2 separate regions of the Mus musculus genome follow, and region 1 is linked to region 2. Evidence: chromatin contacts called from public promoter capture Hi-C data. All regions are on one chromosome and are shown on one strand. The core of a region is the stretch at or near the end of the contact, and the rest is flanking DNA. Distances in the headings are between cores, read along the strand shown. Region 1 holds the start of Manba (mannosidase, beta A, lysosomal). Region 2 holds the start of 4933401H06Rik (RIKEN cDNA 4933401H06 gene).

Evidence for each region. Promoter capture Hi-C pulls out the DNA fragments that hold promoters and counts their contacts.
Region 1: a contact with region 2 is called in a promoter capture Hi-C map of liver, with 3 times the contacts expected there. The contact joins the promoter of Manba here to the promoter of 4933401H06Rik in region 2. A contact is called at or near these places in 1 of 39 promoter capture datasets (liver) and 1 of 115 datasets of contacts at active chromatin or transcription factors (pancreatic cancer cells).

What each region holds. Positions count from the first base shown.
Region 1 is chr3:135,481,213-135,487,035 of GRCm38.p6, forward strand. Manba (mannosidase, beta A, lysosomal) reads left to right here and starts at 4,399. Exons shown (of 17, transcript NM_027288.3): 1 at 4,399-4,645. The coding sequence starts at 4,469. It overlaps Gm30992 (a long non-coding RNA gene), which reads right to left and starts at 4,389. Exons shown (of 3, transcript XR_376111.4): 1 at 3,898-4,389; 2 at 2,750-2,784.
Region 2 is chr3:135,837,683-135,842,812 of GRCm38.p6, forward strand. 4933401H06Rik (RIKEN cDNA 4933401H06 gene) reads right to left here and starts at 2,587. Exons shown (of 5, transcript NR_040540.1): 1 at 2,425-2,587; 2 at 1,949-2,152; 3 at 595-639. All of the region lies in intron 2 of Slc39a8 (solute carrier family 39 (metal ion transporter), member 8), which reads left to right.

The sequences.
Region 1 (5,823 bases), core at 3,149-5,648, 350 kb before region 2:
CAGGTCATTGAAATTAAGTTTCTTGCCTGCTGCCTTCAGTTACACACATCTGTTGATATTAGGTGGTGTTCTCTGCCCCCTCTCCTTCCTTCCTCCCTCCCTCCCTCCCTCCCTCCCTTCCTTTCTTCCTTCCTTTCTTTTTGGCTTTTTAAGACAAGGTTTCTCTGTAGTCCTGGATGTCCTGGACTCGCTCTATAGATCAGCTTGGCCTTAAACTCACAGAGATCCACCTGCCTCTGCCTCCCGAGTGCTGGGATTCAAGAACTGAGCCATCACACCTGGCCTCTGTTTTACTCCCCACCCCCCCCCTTACCTTCAAGTATTACTTTACTTCCTTAGCTGTGATAAAATGCTGCCCAGAAGGAACTCAGGAGGAAAGGGTTCATTTGATGTGCTTGTCTTCATCCTAGCCCATCACTGAGGACAGAACAAGAACTCAAGGCAGGAACCAGGAGGCAGGTATGGTAACAGATGGGATATGAGAGCACTGCTTCCTGGTTCGCCCTCCATAGCCTATCCAGCCTACTTTACTGTAAAACCCAGGCCCACCTTCCCAGGGTGGCTCAGTTCACAGCGATCTGGGCCTTGCTACAGTAATCATTAACTAAGAAAATGCCCACAGGCTTGCCTACAGGCCAATGTCACGGGGCATTTTCTCAATCAAGGTTCTTCTTTCCAGATGACTCTGCCTTGTGTGAAGCTGGAAAAAAAATCCTAGCTACTTCAGGGATTCTAAAAGTCTAGTTCTGTTTAAAATGTCAGTCTCACAAATAATTGAAATATTTCTCTTCCCAACAGTCCAGCTGAGGAGAAGAGAGTCCATGGTTTCCTTTTGTATCCTCTTGCCTTCTATAGCTGTTCTTGCTTCCGGGCCTCCCTCTTTCCCCAGTTAGGTCACCACGCTTGAAGACAAACGGTGATGCTCTTTGGGAGCGCCTTCAGAGGGACTCAATTCTTGTATCTTGCTGACGTTGTCTATGTGTCCTGCGAATGACATCTCTGATGGTCTTGGGCAGGATTCCAGGATCCCAGCTCAAGCCTTGATTCTTCTCAGTTTACCACAGTTATGCATCCTTGACACACTGTGGTGGTGAGGCAGAGATTCTACCACTTTTATTCCTCGTGATAGTTGAGAGTCTAGGGACCGTGGCAACTGTCAAGCTTCCCCAAGCACTATCTTATCAGGTGTTATCTACCTATCTATCTATCTCTCTATCTGTGTGTGTGTGTGTGTGTGTGTGTGTGTGTGTGTGTGTGTGTGAGAGAGAGAGAGAGAGAGAGAGAGAGAGAGAGAGAGAGAGAGAGAGAGAGAAAGAGAGGAGAGTCTGCCTCCTTTCCTTTATTCTTTTTTCCAATTTTTTTATTAAATATTTTCTTCATTTACATTTTAAATGCTATCCCGAAAGTCCCCTATACCCTCCCCCCATCCTGCTCCCTTACCCACCCAATCCTACTTCTTGGCCCTGGCGTTCCCCTGTACTGGGGCATATAAAGTTTGCAAGACTAAGGGGCCTCTCTTCCCAATGATGGCCGACTAGGCCATCTTCTGGTACATATGCAGCTAGAGACACGAGCTCTGGGGTACTGGTTAGTTCATATTGTTGTTCCACCTATAGGGTTGCAGACCCGTTCAGCTCCTTGGATATTTTCTCTAGCACCTCCATTGGGGGCCCTGTGTTCCATCCAATAGATGACTATGAACATCCACTTTTGTATTTACCAGGCACTGGCCTAGCCTCACGAGAGACAGCTATATCAGGGTCCTTTCCGCAAAATCATGCTGGCATATGCCATAATGTCTGGGTTTGGTGCCTGATTATAGGATGGATCCCCAGGTGGGGCAGTCTCTGGATGGTCCATTCTTTTGTCTCAGATCCAAACTTTGTCTCTGTAACTCCTTCCATGGGTATTTTTTTTCCCTATTCTAAGGAGGAATGAAGTATCCACATGTTGGTCTTCCTTCTTTTTGATTTTCTTGTGTTTGGCAAATTGCATCTTGAGAATTCTAAGTTTCTGGACTAATATCCACTTATCAGTGAGTGCATAATAATGGGTTTAAGAATTTCCACATTTGCAGCTTCTGGCTTGGAATGAGGCACCAGGCTCTTCTGTGTTCCTAATCTCCATGAGCAATTCTATTGGAGCATTCCCCACCTACACCTACAGACTTAATCTTACTTGCTATTATTACTTTAATGAAAAATTATTTATTATTTAATGTGAATTTATATCTCAACGGTATGTATTTATGTCTATATGTATGTACAGGACATGCATGTCTCATGCCATCAGAGGTCTGTAGAGGACCTTGGATTTACTGGGACGAGAGTTACAGGTGTCTGTGAGTCACAAAGTGGGTGCTGGAAATTGAATGCAAGTCCTCTGCAAGAATGAGTGTTCTTGAACTTGGCCTGGCAAAATGGTTCCCACAAAGAAAAGCGGCGAGCAGAAGAGCCATTCTGCCATAAAAGAAGTGATGACCAGAGAATGCGCCATTAGCATTCTCAAGCACACACACCGAAGTAGGCTTCAAGGAGCGTGCCCCTTGGGACATTTGCCATGAAGGAAATGGGAACTCCAGATGTTTACACTGATGCCGGGCTCAATGCTCCATCATATATTCATGTACGTTTGTCCAGAAAACATAATGAGGATGGGGACTCACCAAACAAATTCTACAAACTGTTAACTTACCTACCTGGTACCACATTCAGAAATCTATAGAAGGTCGGTGTGGATGAGAACTAACCTGCTGAATGCCGAATGAAGTTGCAGATCTGCCGACTAAACAAAAGACAACAAACAAACAAACAAACAAACAAAAAACAAGTGCTCTTAACCACTGAGTCACCTCTCCCGTCCAACCATTGTTACATTTTTGAAACAAGCTGGCTTCAAGGTCCCTATGTAGACAACGACAGTCTTGAACTCCTGATCCTCCTCCCTCTGTCTCCTAAGTGCCTTGATTCCAGGTTATAGCCAGTCACAGTGTCGTTAGACTTCAGGCTTACAGGTTGTGAGCCACTACCTGCACCTCCCTTCACCTGTCTTTTAAACAGTGTAACTTCAAACGCACAGAAAACACCAACTTCAACTTCCTTATGCTTGCTCTTCTGCCTTGAGACAGCTGAACTTTGTCCTCTGGGTACTGCTGTCCTTTCTGAAGCGTCTCTCAATGTCCTTGCTTAAGCTGTAGTAGATATATATATATATATATATTCCGAGTTTTGCTTCATGAGAAGAACCCAGGGGCCAATGAGATAGAGCAGCCGTTAAGGGGGAATGTCTCTAAGCCTGACACCCTAAGTTCTAGCCCTGGGACTCCTCACAAGCTGTCTGCTGACTTCCACACGCTCGCTGTGGCAGGAACCCCCATTCAACTCCTCCATGAAATTAGTAAGTAAAATGTGGGGTGTTTTGTTTATTTAAAAGAAGATGAAGAACCCAGCCTGCGTCTCCGTCTCTGAAATTAGTGTCTGCATTGTTTTGTTTTGTTTTTTTCGAGACAGGGTTTCTCTGTGTAGACCTGGCTGTCCTGAAACTCACTTTGTAGACCAGGCTGGCCTCGAACTCAGAAATCCGCCTGCCTCTGCCTCCCAAGTGCTGGGCTTAAAGGCGTATGCCACCACGGCCCGGCTAAGCGTCTGCATTCTTTTTTTTTTTTTTTTTTTTTTTGACAGGGTTTCTCTGTGTAGCCCTGGCTATCCTGGAACTCACTTTGTTCGAGGAGGCTGGCCTCGAACTCAAAAATACGCCTGCCTCTGCCTCCCAAGTGCTGGGATTAGAGGCGTGCGCCAGCACGCTTGGCATCTGCATTCTTTTAAATTCAGGGAATGGGAATTCTGTTGCTTGTTCAGTCCCACAACTCAACAGTGAAGGAGGGAATTTCAGACTCACCTGTAACACTAACGCAGTTTCATAGGAACCTCAGAAGCAGCTCCATGATGTAGCCACCACTAACAGGGAGCACATGGCGCCTCTCAGTCAACAGTTGAAGCAACCCTACGAGTTTATAGTTAGCACTGTTTAGTCCCAGCAGGTCGCGTATTGAGGGAGCGTTCAGCCTGACAAATCCTGGGGCCGGGGGACCATGTACAATCTGCTGGTCAGGCGTGGTAGGAGCTGTCCCCGGGCAGAGCCTGCGTACTATTGTGGACGCGCACCTGTCGTCTCCCAAATGGTCAGACTCTGCTTTCCAGACTTTTCTGTCGCTTTTCATCATTCGGATGAGCGCCCCACTTACAGGATCGAGCTGGAGCGAGAAGCCCAGCTCACAGGTCGCAGAGACCCTGGCCCTGGGCGGTGCTTGTACCCGCGTGGCGGGTCCCGGCTTCAGTTCCTCCCTGCAGGGCTGCGGGAAGCGCTCAGCTGACCTGGGGGCGGGTCCGTGCTCGGGGCGGGGACACAGCGTCCAGGCCTTGGCAAGGCTTGGGCGACACTGCCGGGTTCCTGCTTGCGAGCGGTCAGCATGCATCTTCACCTGCTCTTGATATTGGCGCTATTTCGGGCCGGCTGCGTGGTGGCAGGTCCTAGCTACAGCCTGAGCGGGAGCTGGCGGGTGAGCAACGGGAATGGCTCCCTGGAGCTACCGGCGACTGTCCCCGGCTATGTGCACAGCGCCCTGCACCAGCACGGGCTGATCCAGGTAGGACGCACAGTCACCCCCCACACCCCCCATGCGGGTCCAGGTCAGTAGGTGCAGCTGTGGGCAGTTGGGGGAATGGCCTGGGAGTTCAGGCCAGTTGTGGACACTGACCCTCCCTCGCTGGGTCTTCAGTGACCTTGGAAGGCGGAAGTTGTGTATATGAAACAAACGGTATGTCTGCTGTCTACTTATTGTGGTGATTCTCTGCTCAAGCATTTCCTAAGAGGACTTACCTTTCTCCCTCCGGACAGGGTTACTGTTGCAATCATCTGGATGCTTGTAGCTTTTAGTTAATCAAAGTTCGCCGACCCTAGGATGTCCGGGTTTTCTTTTTCTGCTTTGAAGCCTCGTGCGTCAGGTTTGAAATAAACACAAGGGATTGGGGAGAGCACTAGTAAAGTTTGGTTGTTGATGCTAATGAGGAGCCTAAATATTTGGGAGGGGAGTGTGTGCAAGTGTGTGTGTGGTGTGTGTGTGTGTGTGTGTGTGTGTGTGTGAGAGAGAGAGAGAGAGAGAGAGAGAGAGAGACCCAGAACCATGAGTATACTAAGCACACATTGTACCACCACCGAACTACACCCCAATCCTAAAGCCTGAATACCGTGCTGACATTTTTTTTTTAAATGAGAGTCTGTCATCCAACAGTGTGGTAGGTTTCTTTATGATAGTTTCATGTGAGTGCACCATGTTCTCTGCCCATATTCACTTTTTACTGGGTCTTGCCACCACGTGATCCCTCCCTCGTTCAAGGAGTTTCTTTCCATTATGGTGTCCTATATACGTACACTTATGAATACATATATTTACATCTAGAGTCAACATGAGTAAAAACATGCCATATCTTGTTTTCATTCTCATTTGTCTTATGTTGTTGTTTTGTTACCAATTTTTATTGTCTTCATTATCCTTACCTTCTTTTTTTTTTCTGGCTTTTGAGACAGGATCCCATGTAGTTCAGGCTGACCTTGAATTCCCAATGTAACTGAGGACCACCTGAACTCCTGATCCTCCTGCCTCCTCCTCCCATGTGCTGGAGATATAAGTGTTTACCATCATGCACAGCCTAATTACATCATTTTTCCTATGGAAAATGTGTGTGTGTGTGTGTGTGTGTGTGTGTGTGTGTGTGTGTGTGTGTGATTTTCTTTAACCATTTGTCTGTTAGTGGGCATCTGGGC
Region 2 (5,130 bases), core at 1,337-3,836:
GCAATCCTCTTTGAAAATGCAAGCTTATCTTTGAAAATTCTTTTTATTTCCTGTTTTTTTCTTTGGTAAAATCAACTTCCAAATTTGGAGCTGTGACGAAAGGATGGACCATCTAGTGATTGCCATATGCAGGGATCCATCCCATAATCAGCTTCCAAACGCTGACACCATTGCATACACTAGCAAGATTTTGCTGTAAGGACCCAGATATAGCTGTCTCTTGTGAGACTATGCCGGGGCCTAGCAAACACAGAAGTGGATGATCACAGTCAGCTATTGGATGGGTCACATGGCCCCCAATGGAGGAGCTAGAGAAATTACCCAAGGAGCTAAAGGGAACTGCAACCCTATAGGTGGAACAACAATATGGACTAACCAGTACCGGGGAGCTCTTGTCTTTAGCTGCATATGTATCAAAAGATGGCCTAGTCGGCCATCACTGCAAAGAGAGGCCCATTGGACTTGCAAACTTTATATGCCCCAGTACAGGGGAACGCCAGGGCCAAAAAGGGGGAGTGGGTGGGTAGGGGATTGGGGGTGGGTGGGTATGGGGGACCTTTAGGATAGCATTGAAAATGTAAACGAGGAAAATACCTAATTAAAAAAAATCAACTTCCAGTTCATCCTCCATGTAAAAACCTAGAAAAAGAGATGAAAATAAAAGAGAAAATAATGAGTCACTTTTTTGTTTTTTTTTTCTTTTTAAAAATTTGATATTTTCTTTATCTACATTTCAAATGTTATCTCCTTTCCTAGTTTCCCCTCTGAAAATCCCGTATCCCCTCCTACCTCCCCCTGCTTCCCAACCCACCCACTCCTGCTTCCTGGCCCTGACATTCCCCTATAATGGAGCATAGAACCTTAACAGGACCAAGGGCCTCTCCTTCCATTGATGACCGACTAGGCCATCCTCTGCTACATATGCAGCTAGAGCCATGGATCTCTCTGCGCAATTTCTTTGATTAGTGGTTTAGTCCCAGGGAGCTCTGGGGGTACTGGTTAGTTCATATTGCTGTTCCTCCTATGGGGCTGCAGACCCCTTCACCTCCTTGGGTACTTTCTCTAAGCTCCTTCATTGGGGACCCTGTGCTCCATTGAATGGATGGCTGTGAGCATCCACTCCTGTATTCGTCAGGCACTGGCAGAGCCTCTCAGGAGACAGCTATATCAGGCTCTTGTCAGCAAGCTCTTGTTGGCATCCACAATAGTGTCTGGTTATGGGATGGATCCCCATAGAAACACAAGTACATTGTTTAAAATTGGGAAAGCTAGATAAGCAGAAAGGAAAAAAAAAACCACTCATAATTTAGGACCTAGATACGAACATTCTCAACATATGGGCGTCTTTGTCTGTAAATTGCACTTTACCTGCCTTGTCGTAGCAATGCTATCTCTACACACGGCTTCATAAGGAGTTTTTCCTAATAGTGTCTAATTCATTAGACATTTTTGTCTTTATAATAATATATTCTAGAGAAGAAGTCTTCATATGCTCTTCAGAAAGACTTGGAAGAATGTATGTGTGTATGTGCACATGCATGCATGTATGTATGTATGTATGTAAGCATATTTGTACGTGGCCACGTATCTGTGTGATCTGATATATGTGTATTTCAGTATGTTTTAGTGCGTGTGTATGTGTGACTGTGAGTGGTGTATGTGTATATCTGCGTGTTCCTATGTGTGTATATATGTGTGTGTGTGAATGTGTGTTTGCGTGTGTTTCTGAATACATGCGCACCATTCAGCCCTAAGTAAGAAGCATAAGAAGGCGTGAGATAAAAATGGAAGCACTGATATCAGAGAATACTTGTCATCCCTAGTTCGGCCTCCTAGAGGATTATTCGTCTGGAGTGTTTCTTGCTCAAACCTTCTCTTTTAATGGTGTTAAGAATGTGTCCAAAAGTCAAGCCAAGAAAGATTGTGTCAACTCTGAAGAGGCACTTACAATGGTAGACTTGGGAGAGGCTGGTAGACAGCGAGCTGGAGACGCGTAAAGGGAGGGACACCAAGGTGTCTGGTCACCGAGTTAGGTAATCCCGTCATCACAGCGGACAGATCTGCCGTTTTCTCGTCCACTCCTGCTTCGAATGTTCCTGTTGTGTCATGCCTGTAAGCCACCAACCAGACTTTGTGACACCTGTCAGTGACCCTTGAAGAGATAAATCGGTGAAACGATCGCTTTTCTTCCAGGTTAGAAGAGACTTCCCGATAGTTACTTTCAAAGCTGCACTTTAAATGGTTGGGATCTAAGCTAGGTGCCCCACACTAATCTACTGTCACGGAGATTTCTGCACCTGTTTTGTTTCAGTTACTCTTGTACCTTTGGTTACATACACAAGCAGCCAAGAGCTCATCACTCCTTTCCACTTTATTTATCCCTGTTTTTATTTTATTCTTATTTTATTTTATTTTATTTGTCACCTGTCTACCAGGAACTGTTATGCGCCAGGCATTGTCAGAGTCCTATTAGTAAATATTACGGTAACATGAGCTCGTGGGATCTAGGTGGCTGCTTTCTCATCAGAGAAGCATTTTCAGTCTTCACATTTTCCTTCTTTAATGTAATCCATTGTCCTGGTCTCACAGAGTACGTTACATTACGTTACGTTACGTTATGTTACGTATGCAACGTGCGCAGCGGCAGTTCAGGTGCACTGACAGGCTGCCTCTGCTGTAGGAGAGAGTCCCGGATCTAAACAGCTGTAGAGAGTCTGTATCCAGATGGTCCACATTCATTGCTGGAAGCACGTGACCACGCCGGGCTCTCCCCAGCTGTGTTAGGAGTCTGAGCCTATGTTTGAGACATTGGGGTCAGTTGTTAGTTTCTGTTGCTTGAATGAAACCTTTGTGGACCCCAGCTTTCCCATTTGAAAGATGGGGATAGAAGGGAGAGATAGAACTGTATTTAAGTGATCTCTGTTCCCCACCTCCCCCGTCCCCACTCACAAGGATCCTAAGTAGTTTAAAGAGCAATTTAACTTTATGACCCTAAAAACTAGTAGGCCCAATAAAATACAGTTCCCTGCAGGATCCTGTGGATTTTCTTTTTATTATTTGAGTTACTCTCCATGTTTAATGAAGAAGACATAACAGTCAATCTCTAATTGCTTAGTAACGGGAAAACATGAGACTTGAATCTTCTCTTCACCTCCTATGAGCTAATCTTGGACAATTTATATTCCCAAGATGTTATTTCTTTGTCAAGGACCAGCCTTGGCATTGGAGTGGGGTTCTGAGAGAAGGGGTGTCTGGGAGTGGCAGAAAGAACGACTCAAAGTCAAATCATGGGTTCAAGCTGCCCACTCAGGTTCTGCTGAGATGGCTTTCCAGTCAGTCAGTCAGTCTGTCTGTCTGTCTGTCTGTCTGTCTGTCTGTCTCATCTAAAAACTGTCTGGTTGAGACAGCTCTCTCTGTAGGTAAAAGTTCTAAATGCTGTCTGGGTTTAGTCAGAGAAGCTGCTATAAAAAATTATTGGATCTTCCGACTAAGTCAGAAATCTTGGTAAGAAAAAATTCTTGAAGAGCTGTTTTGCTCTCCAGAGATTTCTAGAGAGCCCAGCTCTCACTAGAGAGAATTTCTAAACAACTGCTATCGCCTTTTGCTAGCTCATCTCATGCAGACCAAAAGCCCAGTTTTTTAATTTACATATCAATTCAGTTATTTATTCCAGGTTTCCTTTTGATTATATTTTGAATCAACATCCCGTGACCGCAGTCCTTTGATTCTTAAAAGACTGTAAGCATACATGCTGATCTTGAACTCAGGAATCTGCCTGCCTTTGTGTCTTTCTGACAGTCTAGCTCAGAGTGTAGCTGCCTTTGTTCCTTTAGATTCATGAAGCCCCCATAATTCATATTGCACTCTTATGTTTTGCATAGTTGAGAAATTATATATATTTTGAACTCATGTATTTATAGGTCTTTCCCATAGCCTTAAGGGCTGTCCTGAAGGTCCCAGCCTTTACCATTTTGCTGAGACATTAGCCACACCTTCTTCACCTGGACCCATGTTGTCAGATTATCCTGGAGACATTAATGTTAACAAAGAAGACATTCCTAGGAGGAATGTGAAATATGTGCATTATTATACAAACAAGCCTTATGCCCACAGCAGTCATCCATACTCGTGGAGGTTCACAACGGGGCCATGTCCCAGAGGCAAGAATCATATCACCAACTTACTCTGTCCCTGCCAGGGCCACACCTGGCTCGGCATCTCCTGGAGGTTCACACTAGGGACCTGCCCCAGGGTCAGGAGCCATGTCACTCTGTCCCCACCAGGGCCACGCTTGGCTTGGCATTTCTTCATCCACATTTTTCTGTTAATAGTAATTAATGTGCTATAGCTTTTGTTTCTCAGAATGCCTATGATAATTATTGTTTAGAAAACTCAGTTGTCGGTAAGTTGTGATTGAGTTTTCCTTGACTGGAAGCTTTTATCTCACCATGCCGTGTGCTTGCTTACCTTTATCATGTTTACCTGTTTTACATCTGTTTCCTGTGCTGAGGGACAAGTCAGTGATGGACATAACCCCTTTCCCAGCTTCTGCACCTGTGTGAAGAAAGGGTAAACAACCTATTTGGTTAATGAATACATGAAATGAAAACAGAGAGGAAGTAGGAAGGCCTCACAAGGGACAGAGGCCCAGAAAGTTGCCGGCAGGTTTGCATGCAGTTGGTTCACAGTGGCAGCCTGCCTAGAACAGGAGACTGTGCCTCACATGGTGTTGTGGGAAGGATGGCTTCCTACTCTTGGGTCACTGCTATCTATACACATGACAGATTCTACAAGGAAGCTGCATTTTTGCTGGAAACCAATGGCTATGGTAGTCAGTGGTGTAGCAGGCAAGGGTACAGAAGACACTAATAAGACATTAAGGATTCTTTTCATCTCGGACTCGAAGCCCTTGTCCCTCCTTCGGCTCTTTTGTTAAGGATTTGTAATAGATTTTTGTATAACTGAGTTACTTTATAATAAGGGAAAGTGAACTGATCTTGGTACTTCTTTCTAATTGTGATCACAAAATTGGCAAGTATTAAGTTACTCTCCCTTCCTCTACCAGTACAGAGAGAACACAGCCTGTGTAACAGAGTCACCCACACAGGGAAGCAGGCTCTGTATCAGAGT